2 separate regions of the Sus scrofa genome follow, and region 2 is linked to region 1. The links are chromatin contacts, called in public Hi-C maps. All regions are on one chromosome and are shown on one strand. Each heading gives the region's core, a stretch centred on a gene start, on an enhancer-like site or on the middle of the called end of the contact. The rest is flanking DNA. Distances are from core to core; before and after follow the strand shown.

Evidence for each region. A called contact is a pair of places that touch in the nucleus more often than the background predicts.
Region 2: a contact with region 1 is called in a Hi-C map of subcutaneous adipose tissue, with 2.1 times the contacts expected there. The contact joins the promoter of ITPRIP here to the enhancer-like site in region 1. A contact is called at or near these places in 8 of 47 Hi-C or Micro-C datasets (embryonic fibroblasts, fetal skeletal muscle, heart right ventricle and 4 more) and 1 of 2 datasets of contacts at active chromatin or transcription factors (skeletal muscle).

What each region holds. Positions count from the first base shown.
Region 1 is chr14:114,824,965-114,829,907 of Sscrofa11.1, forward strand. It overlaps STN1 (STN1, CST complex subunit), which reads right to left. Exons shown (of 10, transcript NM_001243685.1): 7 at 4,313-4,487. Among named protein-coding and RNA genes, the nearest start is that of STN1, 23 kb to the right of the region's middle. Within about 2 kb of position 1,602, at least 32 of the 83 cell types and tissues checked have an H3K27ac peak or open chromatin away from gene starts, as enhancers often do. A contact at or near this core is called in fetal skeletal muscle, retroperitoneal adipose tissue, skeletal muscle and 1 more, where this site is marked.
Region 2 is chr14:115,274,607-115,279,515 of Sscrofa11.1, forward strand. ITPRIP (inositol 1,4,5-trisphosphate receptor-interacting protein) reads right to left here and starts at 2,937. Exons shown (of 5, transcript XR_002338487.1): 1 at 2,328-2,937.

The DNA of each region.
Region 1 (4,943 bases), core at 352-2,851:
AAGGGCAACTCCCTAGACCAACTGGTTATGAATTCACCCAACAGGCTTTTTATCTGCTGAGTCAAAACAATTCACGGGCCCTAGCAGCATGGTATTTAATGAGGATTGGGAAGTTTGCTGTAGCAGAATCACACTTGATAACTGTTCCACACCTTAGTTATGATTTTTTGTTTGTTGAATTCATTTAATTCAGTGATATGAAATGGAAAAATCAAAATGGCAATATTCATTTTTTTTAATATAGAACCCCAAATTCTATACATATTGTCTCATTAATTCTATATATATTTTTATTAAAATTGTGGCCATGTATACACCTTCTTCCTAAGGACTTTAAAGATTCTTACACACCTTGAAATAAGTTGTACTTCATCTCAACTGCCTGCTCCCTGCTCACACAGTGGGTGACTGAGAAAAATATGTGTGCAACCAGTGGAAAGAATTTCCCCGTATAGAGGCAGCATCCTTACTATTCCATTAAGGGTTTTCAATTTATTCCTAAAACAAAGAAAGTGGTGAGTAACAACTGTCCTTCAAGGTGCAAAATCTTTTTCTTTTTTTCCAGCTACATATGCAGAATATGGAAGTTCCTGGGCCAGGGATCAAACCCATACCATAGTAGTGATGATGCCAGATCCTTAACCCGCTGAACCCCAAGGGAACTTCAAGATCCATTTTTAATGAGACAGAAATCTGTCAAGATATTAAAAAGATCAGAGTGCTAAAGAGATGTGGCAAGGCTTCCAAAAGAGTGTTTGAAGGTAAAGTCCTACCCCTCTAATGAAAAAGGTCCTTAGGAGGCTCCCTGGGACGCTGAAACATAAAGCGGGCCTGGGATTTGCTGATGACGTTCCCTTGAAGTGACAGGGAGAGGAAAGGAACCCCCAGATGGCCCCCAGAGTTGAGGATCCACCCTTGAAGAAATCCTTGCTTTCTACAAGTGGCCTCCCAGACGGGCATTGTTTGCACCTAGTAGATCTTGGTGAAGCTTCACAAATGTGCTCTCCTGGCTGAAGAGGAAAGTGTAACATTCTTTCTTTAATTAATAGTCCAGGTTTCTCCTTAACAGAACAAGCTGGAGAACCTGGCCACGAGGACATGAGGGACTGAGAGCTGACAAACATTCCAGGTTAGGACAGCACCCACTCTCTGAAGGGAGAACAAGGCTGAGAAATAGCTGACGACTCCCACGGGAAGAAAAGCTAGCAGGGCGTGTTCAGGATAAACACCTCACCCAGCAATCCTCAGTCACACATCTTTTCACTGGGGGGGGGGGGGCGCTCAAGTCAAAGCTGCTTTTAATTTTATACACAACTGCTCTTACTTAGGGAAAGCATGGTCAACCCAATACAGCCCCCTGCCCGACACCACACTTCGTAACTACTTCATGTTTCTAACTCTAAAGAGATCTGTCTTCTTTAGTCAATTCATCTAAGGAACCCAAGGGTCAGGTTTATTACGTCTGGTACCAATATAGAAATAAATCGGAAACTGACTAGAAATGTTGTGACGCAATCACTCCTGTTGTTAAAAATGACTCTTGGTTATCCCCAGACCATGCAGAAAACCCAGTTCCTGCTCCGGTTCAGTAAAACCAAGCAGCAGGAAGAGGGGGTGTGAGGCCCGGGAGAGGAAAAGCACAGTTCAGCTGTGAACAAGGAGGCCCCAGTGGAAAAGCCTCTCGGTAAATATAAACAATATGGAAAGCTTCCTTTCCAAAACCACTTGCCTCAGCTGACCTCGGGACAAAATTCCCTGCTGGTTCTAAAGATACAGTCTCAAGGAGAAAGCCTCCCGTCATCCCTCTAGCCAGCAGCCTTTTCTGGCCTGAGATGTGTGTCTTTCTTGTCTTTTTCTAAAAAGCAATGACAGACTCATCCCATTCAGGAAATTGAAACTGTTCAGAAACAAAAACAGTGACTAGCTGAATGGGCTGAGCCCTAGCAGGCCTCTCCTCACGGCAGGTCAGGAACTGGGTGGATCTCTGAAATATATATATAGTCTTCATTCCCAAACAAACTCAACATTTGTCCAGCTGTCAAAGAAACAATGGCCTTGTAAGGCTTGCTTATCATGTTTCTGGATTTGCTAAAAAGAGCCACCATGGAAAAAAAGACAGGGGGGAAAACATTCAAACCCACCCTCTCCAGCCTCTAAGCTCTAACACTATCACAATGATTTTTTTGTTAAGCTTTCATCTGTATGACAACAGAAAGTGCCAAAGGATCTAGGGTTTCACCATCATTGTAACACATCCCTGGTCTCCCAGGCTCTATTAAACAGAATTCAATTTAACGATGCTGACCTCCCCAACCGGGGCCACATGAAGGAATAATTCATAATTGATGGAAAAAGTTTCCAAAGACAAAATGGATAGAGTGCCATGTTCATTTCTTTTTAAACACATGGCACAAGGCAGACACAAATTTCTGCTCTAAGCATTTTCAAAATGTTATCATCATGCCAAAAGACCCCTGGCCCAGAACATCTCGAATGGAGGTGGCTTTTAGTCCTCAAAGAGTCCTTAATTGTCACAGAAGAGCTGGTTCACAGGAAGAATGTGCTCTTTGCTAAGCTTCAAAGTTTCCTTCTAAATATGCCAAGAGAGTGGTCAGAAGTCCTGGGAGGCCAAGTTGGCACTGAGCCTCTTCTAAATGATTAAATGGGAAGAAGGTCACTCTGGCTGTCAGGGGACAGCTGGGGAGCTACAACTGTGCAGAAGCAATGGTGGCACAGAACAAATCGGCCGGTCCTGACCCTCTCCACCTGGGCGTTTCCTGAAATGATATCCCTTAACTCCAGGTATGAAACTGTGGGTCACTGGGCACACAGCCTGGTGCCAGCAAGAGATAATTAGGTTCAAGAACGAAACTGAGAAGCAGTGGTCACGCTTAGGAGCTTGGCATGGGGACCTGGTATCCGTTCTACCAGAATCACGAAGAATAATTATGTTACTTCACAAGAGTATTCACGGTAGCCCTCTTGGTAATGGCGAGACTGGAAAAACACCTAAACAATCCAGGAATGGAGAGACCCTTAAATTTATTGTGGTACATATAATAAAAGATTATTATATAGTGCAAATCTGTATGTATGGCTAGGAAAGGACCTTGTAAAACAGGCCAATAAAAAGCGAAGTAGATACAGTATTTAGTATGATTCCACTTGTGTAAAAAAAAAAAAAAGGTTACAACCACTTCTAGTTCATATATGCAGATTATCTCCAAAGGGATACGCAGGAAACTAGTAATGGTGCCTGTCTCTGTGGAAAGGGGAGGTAGAAGGGAGGATGGGAAGGAAACTTAAAAACTAGATACTCTCAGGGACTGTTTGAATTTTTAAAACCATTCATTCCTTCGATCAACAAATAACTGTGGAACACATACATACTTTAGGCCAGCTCGGTCTCAGGCAAAGAACAAGACAAAGACTCTGTTCCTAGAGAATTTAAATTTTGGCGGAGGACTAGGCCAGCAAATACATAAATACCAGCGATATCACGAGATACGGTACCAGGGTGATAACAGTGAGGCCGGTGGGTGTCAGAGCCAAAGGTCAGGGAGGGCAAGAAGGTGACCTTCAGGCAGAGATCATTCTCCAGTGGAATAAATGACATAAATAAATATGAGTCATGTTACAGCAACAAAAAACTGAGTAGTTGCAACGAAAGGGAAAGCCTAAAACCAAAGTCTTAGATAATTCTTAATTCCAGGTAAATAAGTAAATACCAAACACTATGGGTAGGAAAAAAAAAAAAAAAAAAAAAAAAAAAGATGAGGACAGCCCTTTTAGGATGAATAAAAAATTACCTGAGTGATCCTTGAAATTTTTACTTATAAACCAGACTGAACACAACTTGGTCTTTATTCAAACTCCTAAAACACAATAGGTTAACCTTTTTCTGAAGAAGAGAGAGCAAGTCATTAAACTCCTTGGTTCAAGTACAAGAATCATCCTGCTGATCAATAAATAATCTTGGATGGATAATTAGCTCTTCTCATCTATTTCTCCCTCATTCGGCTCCTATGGAGATTAAACGCCCATCTCAGGGGGTACTGAGAACCACAAACCTTAGACTACGTTTTTTTTCTACCCAAAGATTAAGCTTGATGAGATTAAGGACAGGAAAAGGGCAAGTTCATTCTCCTTTCAAATTTTCAGTGTTCAGGGACCTTTCCAGAAGAGACTCAACATAACCTCTATACTCTGGTGACACCCTGTGTGTTTTCATGCCTCAGTCATGTCCACCCACATCCTTGGGCTGAAGAGCAGGGGCCATGGATTCATTCCCATGTGGGCTGGCTGCACTTACCTGCCCAGGGCGGGTGCTGTGAACCACGGGCTGTTTGGCCAGCGACAGCAAGGACTCCACCGTTTCTAACTCCTGCTGGTAAAAGCTTTGCACTCGGTTCTCCACAAGGAATTCTTTAGCTTTTTCGCTCAGCAGACATGTGAGACTGTTGAGGTCCAAGGCGCCTGGATTGCTGCTGGGAGAAGGTTTTAACAAGCCCTGCAGAAAACTATTACCTTTGTTCCATTTGGATGTGTATACAACTGAGACTTAGCTAGCAAATGCAATGCTATACTGATGTGTTTTTGACATAAGGGGCAATTTGCCCAGTGAACATCGTGTGATTGTTTAAAAGGATGAGGCAGAACTATGGGAACAGATATTCATGATAGATGCAGAAAAAAGTCAAGCTGCAGGGTAGCATGTAAGGCATGGTACCCCACTTTTGTGAAGAAGCCAATGACAGCCTACCAAATACATGGGTGAATATTCACAGCTGTGTGTGTGTAGAAGAAAAATGTCTAACAGGAAACACATGCATCTCTGCACAAGGGTAACCTCTGGGGAATGGTACTGAGGAAGACACAGGAAATTAGACAGTTTCACTTTTTACTTTATATAGGTCTATAACGGTTATTTTTATTTTTATTAT
Region 2 (4,909 bases), core at 1,687-4,186, 450 kb after region 1:
ACTAGGGTGCCATCCTCTTGTAGAGAGGGAGCATCTGATTCTAATTCATGCAATTGATAGAACAGGCTAGCAGCAGCCTTGGAGGTTATTTATTATCAGCTCTTAGCATTTTCATGGCTGTGTCCCCCTCCCCAGCAGGTCAAGATTAGTCCCAGCCACAAGCAAGCTCCTGCCCCTAAGCTGCCCAACACACCTGGAGCACTTGTTCCTCCTTTAGGACACTGAGAGAGTTAAGCCTTCCCCAGAAGCCCCCAGGGGGCTGCCCTCCCACCTCCTCATTCCTATTGAGGGGACTCTCCACCCAAACAGGGAGCCACAGAGTCTCAGCCTCTGCAGGGACTTTCTCCTTCGTAAGTGTTGATGGCCACCTGTCTGCTGAAAGTGATGGCAGCGCATTACCTACTGAGCAAGTTCCTCCTTACTTCTGAGTAAGACCTGTCCTGCTTCTCCCACCCAGTATGCCTCGGAGGCAGACAGAGCAAGTCTTTTCCTTTCTTGGAGTGACAATGCGGGGAGTCCCAAAGGCCATAGCCATGTCCCCCTGGGCTTCTCATCCTTGGGGAAAATATTGCCAGTTCATTCCCTTTTCCCTCACAAGAAGTACTTTCCAGAAGCTCCAAGGCATTCCATCCACTCCTTCAGACATGTGAGAACAGCGCTGTGAGGGCTCCCACCCAGAGGAGCACCCTCTCTCTCAGACAGAATCCCCCCACTTTCTTTCTCTTGATTGACTCCCAGGGGATCCAAGAAGGGAAAAATTACAAAAACACGTTTCCTCCGAGAGGTTACCTTCTCAAGTGGGCAAGTTTGCCAGAAGCCTCTACTAAAAGTTCCTCCCTGTTCTTGTCCTCAGATAAGAAGTTCACACCCCCTCTGCTTTGTTTCCCTCTAGGGCGTTGCAGGAGCTGGGGAGGTGTTCTCGGTAAGGTGACAACTTCTGGGATGATGGCTTGAGGTTAAAAGTTCAGATCCTTGACCCCTGAAAGCTGGAGCTTGAAACTGCTGCATCTTTGAAAATTATGGAGATAGAGGATAGCACTTGAATGAAAGCCTTTCCATTGGAGAGTCAGTATAACCATATTATGGTTACCCACAAGTGGAAAATATGAGGGCAGGATGGCCTGGGGCAGCAGCAGCACACAGGGAATTAGCAAACAATGAAAGCCACTTAGGCACGTAGGCTTCGAAAGGAGGACGCGAAAGCTCGGCCTATTATGTTAATAAAGAGGTGAATGTCAGCAACTCTACCTGTCTATTAGCCATTTTCAAGGCTAACTTGACTGCACCCCAGCACAGATTAGCTTTAAGCCTCTCCTAGGTAGAACAGGTTTGTAAAAGGGAAGGGCCCTGGGTCAAATCCAAGGGAGGAATAGCAACAAAATAGGATTCTGAAACTGATTTAGGATCAAAAGACCAGGGTCCAGGATCCACCAGTACCCGATGCTCTTTCAGTTTTGAGGGGGAGGTTAGGTGGCTCTCACATTAGGCAGGGGAGCAAAAGGCAACGTGTGGTGCCCAAGAGGTGCAGTAAAATATTTTTCTTTCCTGGGAGGTAGCATTTATGGTTTTAAAGAGAAGAAGCCTTTTGGATGGGAAGTCCAGCCCTGGGGCTTCGGAGTCCCTCCACCAGGCAGCCAGGAAAGTGGAGACAATGGGAAAAGGACGGGATGGGTTTAGGGGCCAGGTGGCAGAAACTAGCTGCAGCTCCTAGAGAAAGTTCTGAACAGCGTGGGGTCTTCTCCATCAACAGCCCTGAAAGAGGAAGCAGCGAGGGCTTTATCCGGCCCCAGCACAGCTTCACTAATTTAAACCAAGAAAAAGCAGGCTTCACACCCTCTCCCTGTTTCCAGAAGGGGAAAGAAGGAGGGAAAGGAGCGGGCTAGAGAGTAAGGAGACTCGGCCTTTTTGTCCTAGCATCTGCCCAGACGGTCGAAGGTAACGGACCAGCGAGTCCGCACAAACAACAGCGTGGTCCCGCTTCCGGCGCGGCGGTTCTGTGCGGCGGGGAGGAGGAGCTGCCGGCGGCGCGTGGCTGCAGGGAAGCACCCACGGTCTCCGCGTCTCGAGAGGGGTTAAAGCCGAGAGGCTGGGGCGCAGGACCCCGCGCGGCGCGAGGACGGAAAGGGAACCTGGGAGGACAGCCGCCCACCCCCACATTCTCTCGGGCACCTTAACAGGGTCTCCCAAGTCAGCCCCAACCTGGGAGGCTGAGCTGGCGCCCCTCTTAAATCCGCCACCGCGCCTCCGCCTGGTCCCCTTCCTTCCTTCCTATACGCGAGATGCTTGGGGAGGACGCAGAGCCTCTCGGCTTCAGGCCAGGGACTTACGTTTAGTCTTGGTGTCCGCTCCCTGGCGCGGGAGGGACCGCGCGAGCCTCCGCTGCACGCGCGGGTCCCGGGGGCCCGGAATCGGCTGTCTGGCGGCTGCTGCCGCGGAGCGTCAGGGCAATTAGAGGGACGCGGGCGGTGATACCCCAGCCGGCTCCCGCCTTCTGGCCTCCATCAGCGGGGGCTCTAAAGGACTTCAGAGTTACTCATTTCCTGGATGTCAAAGAAACTTTTCCTCCTTATAAGAACAAAACACCCGCCTCTACTTTCGGCTGCGGAGTCTCCTTAAGGTGGACCGTGAGGGTTAGGGAGGGGATGAACGCCGGGTCTGCAGCGGAAGTTTGCCCATCGATCATCCCAGAAACTCTAGAGCGGACAGCAGAACTGGAAGGTGATCCGGAGAGATGGGATCTGGCTACAGAGTAAACTGGGGCTAATGGACAGCAAGTCCGGGGAGGACGCCCTTAAATGTCGGTCTCGGCCGGCGGAACGGAAAGGGTTAATTCCCTGCACGCCTTCGGAGCGTTTTCCCGCGGCACATTTTAGATGCTGTGGAATTCCAGGGGCCACCTAGTTTCTCCTCTGGAGGGAAATATAAATCGAGACAAAACGCTAGCCCTTTTCTCTTTTACGGCTTGAATGGATTAAAATAACTCACCAGATTTTACGGTAAATGAAAGCACCGTCGCCTTTTCCTGAGTAACCAGACACAAAGGAGAATCACGACCAAGTGATTTTTATCTGTAGAGGGCGCTTTAGTGTCCAATGCCTGTTTACAGTTAGGATGTTAGACCCCTATTTTAGTCACCAGGGAACCGAGGTCAGGAGGGACAGCAGCGCTCTGGTCATACTTGATGGATTATGAAATCCATAACCTATTATCTTCTCTTTGTGACCTGCCCAAATTCCACAGCCAGTAGAAGTGGCTGGGAAGGGCTTGAATAAATCCTGTGTAAGTGGCTTTACAGGAATCGAAGGCCAAGAAGGGTACACTGGGAGGACGTTATGAGAACACACTGTCGGAATGGTTATCCCTATTGCCACTGCTCTTAAGTGTTAGATCACCTTCTTCCTCTCCTCTGCAAGCCAGCCAAATAGCTTTAACATTCGCCTGGAAGACATTAGGCTGAGTCTGAAAGATAAACAGGCAATGAGAACAAGTTCTAAAAATAGACCCCCTGGCCAGTGGCCCAGGTTAGTCTAGTTTTCTGGCTTTTGCGGCTGCTCACAGCTCTTTCCTTACACCAGGGACAATTATGGCAGAGTTTTAGGGGCTGGTGGGGAGGGACGAGGAAAAGGGTGATGGGGGAAAACATTCGTTCTTTTTTTTTTTTTTCTTTTCTTTTTGCCATTTCTTGGGCCGCTCCCGCTTGGGTTCCCAGGCTAGGGGTCTAATCTGAGCTGTAGCTGCCAGCCTACACCAGAGCCACAGCAATGCTGCATCCGAGCTGCGTCTGCGACCCACACCACAGCTCACCGCAACGCTGGATCCTTAACCCACTGAGCAAGGGCAGGGCTCGAACCCGAAACCTCATGGTTCCTAGTCGGATTCGTTAACCACTGCGCCACGACGGGAACTCCGGAAGACATTCTTGAAAGGCCTGTGTTTTTCTAAAATGTCTGTATTTGTAAAATGTCTGTTTTCCACCAAAGCAGGTGGGGTAAATTCCTGAGAGGTGGGGACTACTGGAGCGAGCACCACTACACTGCCTAACCCTGCAGTAAGGATTTAGGGTTCTTCGTGGTGGAACACCAAAGTTAGTGCTTGAATGCCCTCTGGGATCCTCATCCTGTGTGCAAAGTTGTTTTAGCACTTTCTAACTAGGTATGTATACTTATCTATATAAGCAACATTTATTACATTTGTTTTTTGTTTAAACCTGATTATTTCATTCTCTGTGACCTGACGGTCACTTTCATCTCCCCTCTATTCTCTGCAAAGTCCAGGGTCCTAACCAGGCACCTGGGCCATTCATGAACTGGCCTCTACTTATCTCACCAACTACATATCTCATTCCATTTTTCCACACCAAACTCCTTGCAGTTCTTGGAACGTATGCTTCTCAGAATGTGATAATGAGTTTGTTTTTTCCCCTTTGGAGGTTCACGTGGGCGCTATCTTCTGCCTGCAACCTTCACCCCACCTCTTCCTCCAACCTGTCACCCCAAATCCACACACATTTTTTTTTTTTTTTTTTTGCCAGGCTAATGAGTGCTTGGTCTTAAGGTCCACAAATAGGTGAATTCTCCCATAGGAAGCCTTCCACTAACTCCCATACCTGGCGTTAGACAACCCCCTCACCCCAAAATATAGTTCTCGTAGCACCTTGTGCTTATTCTAGAAAGGGTTTTTATTTATTTATTTATTATTTATTTCTATATTACTCAATGAATTTATTACATTTATAGTTGCACAATGATCATCACAACCTAATTTTATGGCATTTCTATCCCGAACCCCCAGTGCATCCCCCCACCCCCAACCTGTCTCATTTGGAAACCATAAGTTTTTCAAAGTCTGTGAGTCAGTATCTGTTCTGCAAAGAAGTTCAGTCTGTCCTTTTTTCAGATTCCACATGTGA